Regions from separate parts of the Hordeum vulgare genome. Here regions 1 and 3 are each linked to region 2. The links are chromatin contacts, called in public Hi-C maps. All regions are on one chromosome and are shown on one strand. Each heading gives the region's core, a stretch centred on a gene start, on an enhancer-like site or on the middle of the called end of the contact. The rest is flanking DNA. Distances are from core to core; before and after follow the strand shown. Region 1 has its middle 160 kb from the start of LOC123426174. Region 2 has its middle 45 kb from the start of LOC123426845. Region 3 overlaps LOC123426174.

Evidence for each region. A called contact is a pair of places that touch in the nucleus more often than the background predicts.
Region 1: a contact with region 2 is called in a Hi-C map of leaf, with 2.2 times the contacts expected there. The contact joins two enhancer-like sites. A contact is called at or near these places in 3 of 6 Hi-C or Micro-C datasets (leaf and seedling).
Region 3: a contact with region 2 is called in a Hi-C map of seedling, with 2.3 times the contacts expected there. The contact joins two enhancer-like sites. A contact is called at or near these places in 2 of 6 Hi-C or Micro-C datasets (leaf and seedling).

What each region holds. Positions count from the first base shown.
Region 1 is chr2H:319,789,195-319,792,424 of MorexV3_pseudomolecules_assembly, reverse strand. No RefSeq gene overlaps it. Among protein-coding and RNA genes, the nearest start is that of LOC123426174, 160 kb to the right of the region's middle. Within about 2 kb of position 1,499, at least 3 of the 3 cell types and tissues checked have open chromatin away from gene starts, as enhancers often do. A contact at or near this core is called in leaf and seedling, where this site is marked.
Region 2 is chr2H:320,152,946-320,156,000 of MorexV3_pseudomolecules_assembly, reverse strand. No RefSeq gene overlaps it. Among protein-coding and RNA genes, the nearest start is that of LOC123426845, 45 kb to the left of the region's middle. Within about 2 kb of position 1,415, at least 2 of the 3 cell types and tissues checked have open chromatin away from gene starts, as enhancers often do. A contact at or near this core is called in leaf and seedling, where this site is marked.
Region 3 is chr2H:319,660,096-319,663,459 of MorexV3_pseudomolecules_assembly, reverse strand. It overlaps LOC123426174, which reads right to left. Exons shown (of 7, transcript XM_045109949.1): 6 at 711-975; 7 at 249-571. The coding sequence ends at 720. Among protein-coding and RNA genes, the nearest start is that of LOC123426174, 34 kb to the right of the region's middle. Within about 2 kb of position 1,434, at least 1 of the 3 cell types and tissues checked has open chromatin away from gene starts, as enhancers often do. A contact at or near this core is called in seedling, where this site is marked.

The sequences.
Region 1 (3,230 bases), core at 250-2,749, 360 kb after region 2:
ATTCAAATCTCAAGTCAAATTATTATTTCTTCAAACAATAGAACAAAAATGTTTGTTGCATTGCAGATATTTACTAAGTAATTTTCATTAATTAAGCACCATCATTTCAGTAACTAAAATGTCCTTAACCTATTTAACACTAGACCAACATGATTAAATTGGTCATTTAAATTTAAACAAATATTTAACCTTTCCATATGCCCTGAAACTTTTTGGTGCAACTCTTTATGTTACAAAGTTACTCCCTCCGTCCTAAAATAAGTGTCTTAAGCTTAGTACAATTTTATACTAGAGCTAGTACAAAGTTAAGACAGTTATTTTAAGACGGAGGGAGTATAATGTAAAAAGTTTGGGCTGTAACTAAAATCATTTTGTAGATACTTAAAATGAAAAATAGAGAGAAATAAACAAAAGAGAAAATGAAATCGAACAAAAAGGAAAACACTGTTGGACTGGGCATTTTAGTGTATAAGGGAGGCCCAGCCCAACCGGGTCATCTCCCTCCTCGCTACAGGAGCTGAGGGAGCTCATGGCGGCCATCTGCAGGTCGTGACCCCTCCATGCCTTGCGTGGCGGCAAGACGAGCTCCCACCCCCACCCCCACTGCAACGCATAACGGCCTCCCACACCCCGCGGATGAAACTCTAGTCCCATTTGCCCCACTCCTAGATCTCGTTGACTCCAGACGCCATCGTCACCATGTGTTGCCTCACCGCCGTGGCCATCGAGCTCCCCACCAGCTGATCTTATGCCAGGAGATATGCCTGCCTCCCCTGCTTCGTCTACGACCATGGGGTCGAACTCTCTGCCCCTGCCTTGTCGGGATCGAGCTCTTTCATCCCGCTTCGATCACCGGAGCTTCATCGACGTTTGCGTCGATCTGCTGCTCCCGTCCCTCACCGAGCTTTCCTTGTACTCCCCAGTAAGAATACGCTCGGAAGCCCTCTCCCTAGTACTCGAATTCGTGTCTGTAGTCGTCGTTCTCGTCGCGGTCGAAGCTTGCCGTTGTTGTCATGCCCGACGTCGCGTCGTGCGCTCCCGCACGCCCTCTAGCCATGAGCCCCTAGCCGCCCCGCCCGCGCCTGGCTGCGCTCCTGCTCGCTCGACCTCGCCCCTGGACGCGCCCGCCCGTGCATGGCTACGCGCCCGTCGTCTCTTGCGCCGCTCACAGCCACTCCTGGTCGCGCCCTCGTGCTCCTCCCGCAACACGTGTGCGCCTCTTGCTACCGCCGGCTGTTGCTGCATCCTCTTACAGCCTTCCCTCCTGCTGCGCTACGGCCGCCCTCATCCGCTTGCTCCTGCATTAGTTGCTGCTTTGCCTCCGCAGGTGGTTGCGGCTGCTACTTGGTGCTACTGCTGCTTCAACTGCTTGCTCCAGTCGGCCGCGCGCCGCCCGCAGCCGCCCCTACCCGTGCCCCTCCGTGTCGTGCCTCGACCGCCTCCGACCACCGGTGCTGGCCGCCGCCGTTGCCCCGTGCCAGCCGGGGCGTGGCCCCGTCCGCAGCCACACCCATCGCTCCCAAGCGTGCCTCCGTGATCCCACCCGCACGGCCGGCTCATCCGGCCCCCATCTGATGAGTGAGGGGGCTAATCCCCCCTATCACTACCCCCCCCCCCCCCCCCAATGACAGGTGGGGTCATGCGTGTAAAAACAATTTTAAAAATAAAAATAAAACAATTATCTTTGCCTAATCTCTTTCTAATAATAATAAAGCATCTATTGCTTTTATCGTCCGTAATTAAAATTATCCCTAAATTTGATAAAAATTATCCACCAATGCCATCCATAAGTACAAAAACAATTTGTTTTTCAGATTTCAAAATCGTCCTCCCATGTTATGTTTTCAAACGACTGATATATTAAAAAACGACTAACAGAAAACTAGCACACCGATAGACAGAGTTGCAATCCTCCATGCTAGAGACCAAGTTTCGATCCTGGTTCTCATCACTTTTTCTCTACCTCTTTACCACTTTTATGCATGGCCGGCCCATCTGCAGCTCAGGACACCCTGTTTAGTATTTCTTTCTTTACTTTCTTATTTCTGTTTTGGTTTTTTCTTCTCTAAATTAATTCCAGATTTCAAAAGAACAAGAAATTTAAACAGTTATCTATTTGAAAAAACTAGAAAAATGATAAACTGTTTGTGTATTTACAAAATATTCGACAAGTCATAAAATGTTCATGAGTTCAAAATTACTCACATATTATAAAACAAATCACGATTTCAAATAAATTGTCATGAAATAAAAAATGTTCATTATTTTTTGAAAATGATCCGATATTCAAAGTACATTTTATGACTTTTTCCACTCTTATGCATGAGCTGACCCATGTGCAGATGAGGGCGCCCTGTTTAATATTTTTTCTTTACTTTCTTATTTCTGTTTTGGTTTTTTCTTCTCTAAATTAATTGCAGATTTTAAAAGAACAAAAATATTAAAAGTTGCCAATTTAAAAAAAGTAGGAAAATAAAAAATATTCGGTAAGTCATAAAATGTTCATGAGTTTAAAAATTGCTCCCAAATTATAAAACAAATCACGATTTCAAATAATTTGTCATGAAATAAAAAATGTTCATGATTTTTTAAAATGATCCGATATTCAAAGCATATTCAAGAATTTAGAAAACATGTCTATCAACTTTTAGAAAATGTTTCTAAAAATTAAAACACATTTGTTAATAATGAACAAAACTAACCGTCACTTACATAAAGGTTTTGTTAGGAAACCTCTAGAGGTCGTTTTATGATTTTATTTAGTCCCTCGCGTCGGATAAAAAAAGGTTTCCGTGTTTTGCAGTTTGCTCAGCCATAAAATATTTTTTGGTGATGCCTTAACAAATCGAGCCGCGATGAGCATCATATTTTTAGTTTTTGAAATTACATTTTAAAAGTGCCTTATCTAATCATGACATCATTCAGATAGACTTTGTGAAATAACATTTCAAAAATCCTTATGTCATTATTGCATTGGATTCATACTTTTTATATCTATCACACCTCCATAACTTCATAGTTTTTCTTCCGTTGCAACGCACGGGCATTTTTTCTATAATGATAAAGCAGCTATTGTTTCTGCCGTACGTCGTGGCGTTTTTGCAAAAAAAACCTCCTGCTTTTGGTACATCAACCCGCAGTCCTCGTGTTAAGTAAAATAAAACCCTGAGAAAAAAAGACTAGCCAACCCCACGATCCTCCCTCCCCCGATCCCATCTCCACCTGTGCGT
Region 2 (3,055 bases), core at 166-2,665:
GGATTAACATGGAGTTTTGTATGGTGCATCCAATTAGTAAATATAAGATAGTCATCAACTCGTGCAGCTTCACGGGCTAGAACGTTAAACATGCAGAAATCCAAAAGTATTTATATGACATTCATTCTACATGAATCTTTGAGAATTCTGAATATATTGAAACATCAAAAATTTGTTCAAAATTTGTCATTAAGTCTTTCTTGTAGTATTAATCATATGGAAAAAACTTACTACTCGAGCAAATACCCAATTTGGTATGCCTTGTAAGTTTATATGACATCAAATATCGATCAAATTAATAGGTTGTACCAAAGGACCTAGTAATAAGTATTAAGTTCCTTCAAAGCCATAAAGAATATTTGAAGTGATATCTGAGGGGATCCCACATTTAAGTTAGTATATGTGAGATTTTAATCTATATATGTTTGGAATGGTGATAAAAGACTCAAACTATGCTGAAAAAATCACAAAACTGAAAATTACACATTCAATACTACAAACCAAGGGCTAAACCATGTCAAAGAGACACAAAAAACATGCATGATGGGTTCAATATATTCGCTTACTGCTATAAATTTGGCAATCACATGCTATTGTGTACTCCCTCTATAAACTAATATAAGAGTGTTTAGATAACCAAAATAGTTATCTAAACGCTTTTATATTATTTTACGGAGGGAGTAATAAACATGTCCCATAGTTCTAATAGTTACACATTTGAGGTAAAACTCTATGATTGTGCATTAATTTATTTAGAGGGACAAAGACAATGGTAACAATCTTCCATCCAATTTCAAGAAACCAATTAAATATGATAAAAGTGTAGGTTAGTCCACCCAATGCATCACCGGAAAAATTATAGCAGTTAAGGAAAACAAAACCCTGGTAAGTACAAACATAGACTTGTCAATATATTCTTTACTAAATCCGGTTGGGAATAAACTCTGTCAAAGAGAGCAACAATACCGAACTAATAATTATTAGTATAAAAAAATTGTAAGGACTCCTTATGTAGAATAGTATGAAGCAATGAGGGTTATCTTAGGTATAAAGTAAAACAATCCATTCTCAAGGAATTATTTTGTAATATCCCGATGCTGACAGGTTCAACAAAATATAATCATCGATTATATTAGCATGAAAAGCAATATCATTGGAGGTATTATTTCGTAGACGTGGATGTAGAACCTCCCACATACCTTTCAATACATGCGATTGTGTTGGTCTTCTCACACCTACTATGATGGTATTAGCAAAATAAATAAAATAAATAAAATTAAAATTTGTGAGAACAATATGCTTTCATAACCTATTTTTTATTACTTATAATATTCCACTTTATGGCGAGGACTTGTATTTTTTTTGAGGTATTGGCGGGGACCTGTATCATTACAATATGAGTGATGGAGAACTGACGCACTACTCGATCATGACAGCCCATGTTGATAGGACGCGTGCATGGCAATGGAGCAAGGAGACGCCAAGTTCGGCCCAAGAAACAATCATGTGATTATTATTATTATAAGAATAAAAACAGCGTGAGACTTGGGCTCACACATACTTCCTCCGTCTTAAAATAAATGTCTAAAGCTTAGTACAATTTTATATTAGATGTAGCATTAAATTAAGACAGATATTGTAAGACAGATGAAGTATTATACAAAACCGATATATATATTTATGTTTTGTTTTCGTTGGAACATCCATGTGTGAGTGTTTGTGTTATTTATGGTTGACGCGGGACAGTGGATTCTCTTTTTTCTTCTTTTGCACGCGATAGGTACAACTTTGGTTTTAGAACTAACTTGCATGTGGTGTTGAGGACTCTTTTTTTGCACGTGTAGCTATATTTCTTTTAATGCGTGATTTTTTTCATAATGTACGTGGTGTTTTTGGTTGGTTTAACGTTGGTGTTGAGAAATCCTTTTTTGTATAAGGGGACTGCTTTTTCGTACGTGTAACTACATGACTTTTAATGTGTGTGTTCTTTTAAAAAAAATGGTGCCTGTAAATATCCTAAATTTTAATTTTTAAATCTAACGGTTATAGTAATCTTGCTTATGTGGATTAACATGGCGGTTTGTATGATGCATCCAATTAGGAAATATAATATAGTTTGCGATATGAAGATAATAATATGTGAGTTGTGTTGATGAGTAATTTTTCTCTAGTAAGAATATTGGTCTTAAGGCTTGTGTTTTTCTATGCATGCATAAGAAGTCAATAATTATGCTATGAAATTACATCCTACTTGTGTTGCATTATTCGTTGTTACTTGTGTTTAATGTTCACTTATGATGATTTTTGTTCCTTGGTTGGACGCTTCTCAATCTATCTGCTAGCCTTCGCTTGTACTAAGTGGGAACGTTGTTTGTGCATCCAAATCCTAAATCCGAAGTTGTGCCAATGAGTCCACCATACCAACCTATATGCGGTATTTCTATGTCGTTCCAAGTAAACTTGCAAGTACCAACTTTGGTTTTCAAAATAAAATTATGTTTTGCGTGCCCGCACCGCTCATGAAGCAGCAAGGGGTGGACGGTATCTTCCATGTTAAATAGGTTATTCTCAAGATAAGTGTCTATTCACTTGTCACTGCATGAGAGTATGGTTGTCATAGGGATGCCGAGTCCCAAAAAGAGAAAATAATACTTTATGGTGTCAAATAATGAATTCTTTGGAAAGTGTTGCTATGGACGAGACCCATGGATACGGCTAGCCGTGGAATGTGAAACAATGGTGGAAAAGGAACAAACTTTATTTTTAGTTTGGGAACCGCCTATAATTTGTTTAGCATGGAGGATATTGGAAACTCTTAGTCGTTCTTGTTGAGAGGAAAAGCATGCCACCCTAAAAAAATTATCTCTAAGTTTTTCACTTTAAGCTATGGCAGCTCTACAAATCCCTGCTTCCTTCTATGAAGGGCCTATCTATTTACCTTATGCAATATTTATTTTTAATTTTGAGTCTCCATCTTATGTATAAAGCCCCAACTAAGGAACACCATTATCACACTTGAGCATTCGATGTAGTTAATATTTGAGTATGTTGCATG
Region 3 (3,364 bases), core at 185-2,684, 490 kb after region 2:
AAATAATAATTTCATGATAATCGTGTAAAGTAATTCTATGCATAAATACATGTATAATTTCATAATGAGGTATTTCAAATATTAGCGATTTTGTCATTTGAATATAGTTGCAGGACACATAATTTCAACGATCAGATTTGACATAACAGAGTATCATCTAGATCAGCCTTAGACGGGTCCTTTTGCAAAACTCAGGTTTTTTTTTATCTAAAGATTCAGTTAGACAATCCAAACAAGACAATACGACATACCGAAGATTCAGTTAGGAATTTAATTTAACGAGAACTAGCCAATTATTTTGCTGCCTTCTAGAATAAGGTGAAATAAGTTGCCCCCTATATTTTTGGTTGGGCTTTAGAATAAAGATGGATAGGGACAGCTTATTCTAGAAGCTTAAAAAAGCCACCAAAAAACTGACCCTTTGTAGTCTTACTATCCAAATAAAACCCAGGAGAACACACACTTTCAAAATTAGGTAATACGACATATCCAGCACTCCGAGTAGGGATATGGAAAGCACAGCAGATGTAAATGTTGAGTTGATGCCTTCCAAGTTTTCTCAACATGGTACCTGACGACAAAAAGCAGAAACTAATAATGCAACAGTGTGTATATACTCCCTCCGTCCATAAATAAGTGACGTGGTTTTAGTTTAAATTTAAACTAAAACCACGTCACTTATTTATGGACAGAGGGAGTATATGATATACATCGGAGCCTCATTTCTGCTTCACTGCTGCTGCTGCATGATACTGCTCCAGTTCAGCATCAAGATCCGCAACAGAGGCCACAACACGGCTGCGATCATTCCCTCTGGCTGTACCCTGTCCCCGCCCACCACCGTCCTGGACAGCGTTTCCAGGATGAACGTTGCCTTGAAACATTCCTCTTTTGCCAGCACCGCCCTGACCACTGCCTCCAGAACGACCATTATTACCATGAAATAGCCCTCTCGGACCACCTCTCTGGTGTAGACTGCAAAAGGAGTACCAAACTAATGAGCGTGTGGTGTTAAAAGGCCTGCCTACTCCTTTTAAGGAGGGCGTTGCCTAGGGCGTCGACCTTGCCTTAGAGCAAGTACAATAAGGTACAGTCAGCAGGCTGTAAGAATTAAAATACTATATTTTTGCTGAGTTGGATGAGAGAAAAGAGGAAAGAGAAGAGAAGCGAGATCTTCGTGAAGAGCCAGCTCTAGCACGTGCTCCTAGGTACTTTGTGAGAATGAAAGGTGGACCATATATGATAAAAGTAGTACTATTTTATAGCTAACTATTGTACAAGCTAGCTATAAGACAGGCTATAAGACTGCTTATAGCGAGCAGTTGGCTATACTATTAACCATGCTCTTAGGCACCTTATGTACCTACCTAAGGTGTCCGCCTTAAGCTTTAAGGCATGCCTTAAGCTTTAAGGCATCTACTTAGGCATCCAGGTTGGCGCCCTAGTCCATAGGGAATCGTTTTCCACCCGCGCGCCGGCCGAACCGACGGGCCGGTCGTCCCCGCGCGGGCCCTTGCAACATTTTTCCACCCGCGCGTTTCGCTGGTCAATGGATGCAACATTTTTCGTCTAAATTTGTTGCAACCAGAGTCATTTTTGCTGCAAGCATTTCTTTTACTATTTTTTGTCCCAGTAAAAAAACTACATATACGTTTGGTTGCAACTTCATTTCGTCGGATTTTTCGTTACAATCGATGTTTTTTACTTTTGCTACAACCGTGTTATTTTTTGCTACAACCGACATCATGTTTTGCTGCAACCGTTCACTAAAAAAGTTGCATACACGTCATGTAAATATTTGCTACAACCGACGTTTGACTTTTGCTATCACGTACCATCAGCTTCGCTTTTTTGCTACGATCACGCAGATTTTTTTTTTGCTATAAATTTTGTTTTTTGTTGCAACCGTTGAAAAAATTGTTGCATCGCATCAAAATGTTGCATGCGGATCCAACAGTGCGGACGCGCGGGGGTTAGTGGATCATGTGGCCCGCGCGCGGCCGGCCGAAAGTTTGAACCGGCACGCGGGCGCAGATCACTCCCCTAGCCCATATTGGACGCCTTGAGCTTGCCAGGCAGGCAGGGGAGCAGTTTTAGTCGGGAAACAAAGATACTGTTGGCACCAACGGGTAAGAGAGAGAGAGAGAGAGAAACAGCCCCCAATCCACATGCACCTCCTCTGCAGCAGATCCTCTCCGGCAGATCCTCCCCCTCCTCTCCAATGGCTCCTCCTCCTCTCCAGCAGCCTCTCATCCTCCTCTGCAGCAGATCCTCTCCCTCCTCTGCAGCAGATCCTCCCCCTCCTCTCCAATGGCTCCTCCTCCTCCTCTCCAGCAGCCTCTCATCCTCCTCTCCAGCAGCTCCTCCTCCTCTCCAGTACAGCAACAACCAGTAACAGGCAACAGCAAGGGATCCTACCAAATTATACTATATTCTGCTGCTTAGGTTGCCTAGTTGCCTACCAAATTATACTATACTCTGCTGCTTAGATCTCTCTAAGGCATCCGCCTTGCATTATGCCTTGGCGCTTAGGCGGTGAGCCCCCCCCCCCCCCCCCCCCAGCGCCTTGCCTCGCCTTACCGCCTTAAAAACATTGGGCATGTGGATGGAACCAGTTCTGCTAATTGAAATAAGGAGGCACAACCCTTAACTCCACAATCAGCATTCTTCAGGCGCAGAAAACTCACGTTCAAACTTCATTTATGTGTGGTGAAACAGCCTCTGGACTACCATCACTGAGCAGGTGCCCCTGGGTCAAAATCATAAAAAACCTTCTTCCCAACATATAGGTTAACTTTCTTACATAATGCCAGTCCATGGGGGAATCAAGAGCACACTCGTGAATTGCACTCAAAACCCGCCGCCTCTCTGGCCTGCATGGGCAATGGCCCCAGGAGCGCCAAGCTCCGCGCAAAGAACAAGGGACCTAATGGACCTGATGCAGAGCATCCCGTATCAAACGCCACAACCTCCAAGTGAACCATTGACAAGGGCACGTGCTATCGCAACCGAGTTGACATCCTTCCTATATGAGCTCCCTATAATTGCATGTGAGACATGACTTCTCCCTAAACCTGATCATTCACCGGGCCGGGCCTCGTTCTGTCCGGGCTTTTCAAAGCCCAAAGCAAAAATCCCAAGCCCAGGCCCGCCTAGCCCGAAACACATGAACAGTTACTTTTTCAATAAAAAATATAATATTCGGCGTATTAAAATAATAAAATATATCTACATTTTGAGTAAAATATACATTTAGAATCATTTCGGGCTTTCGGACCGTGCTTTGGGCCAGAAAATGGAGCCTGAGCCCGGCCCGGAGGCCCGAGCTCCGGGACGGGCTGTCCATGCACAGGTCTACTTCTAC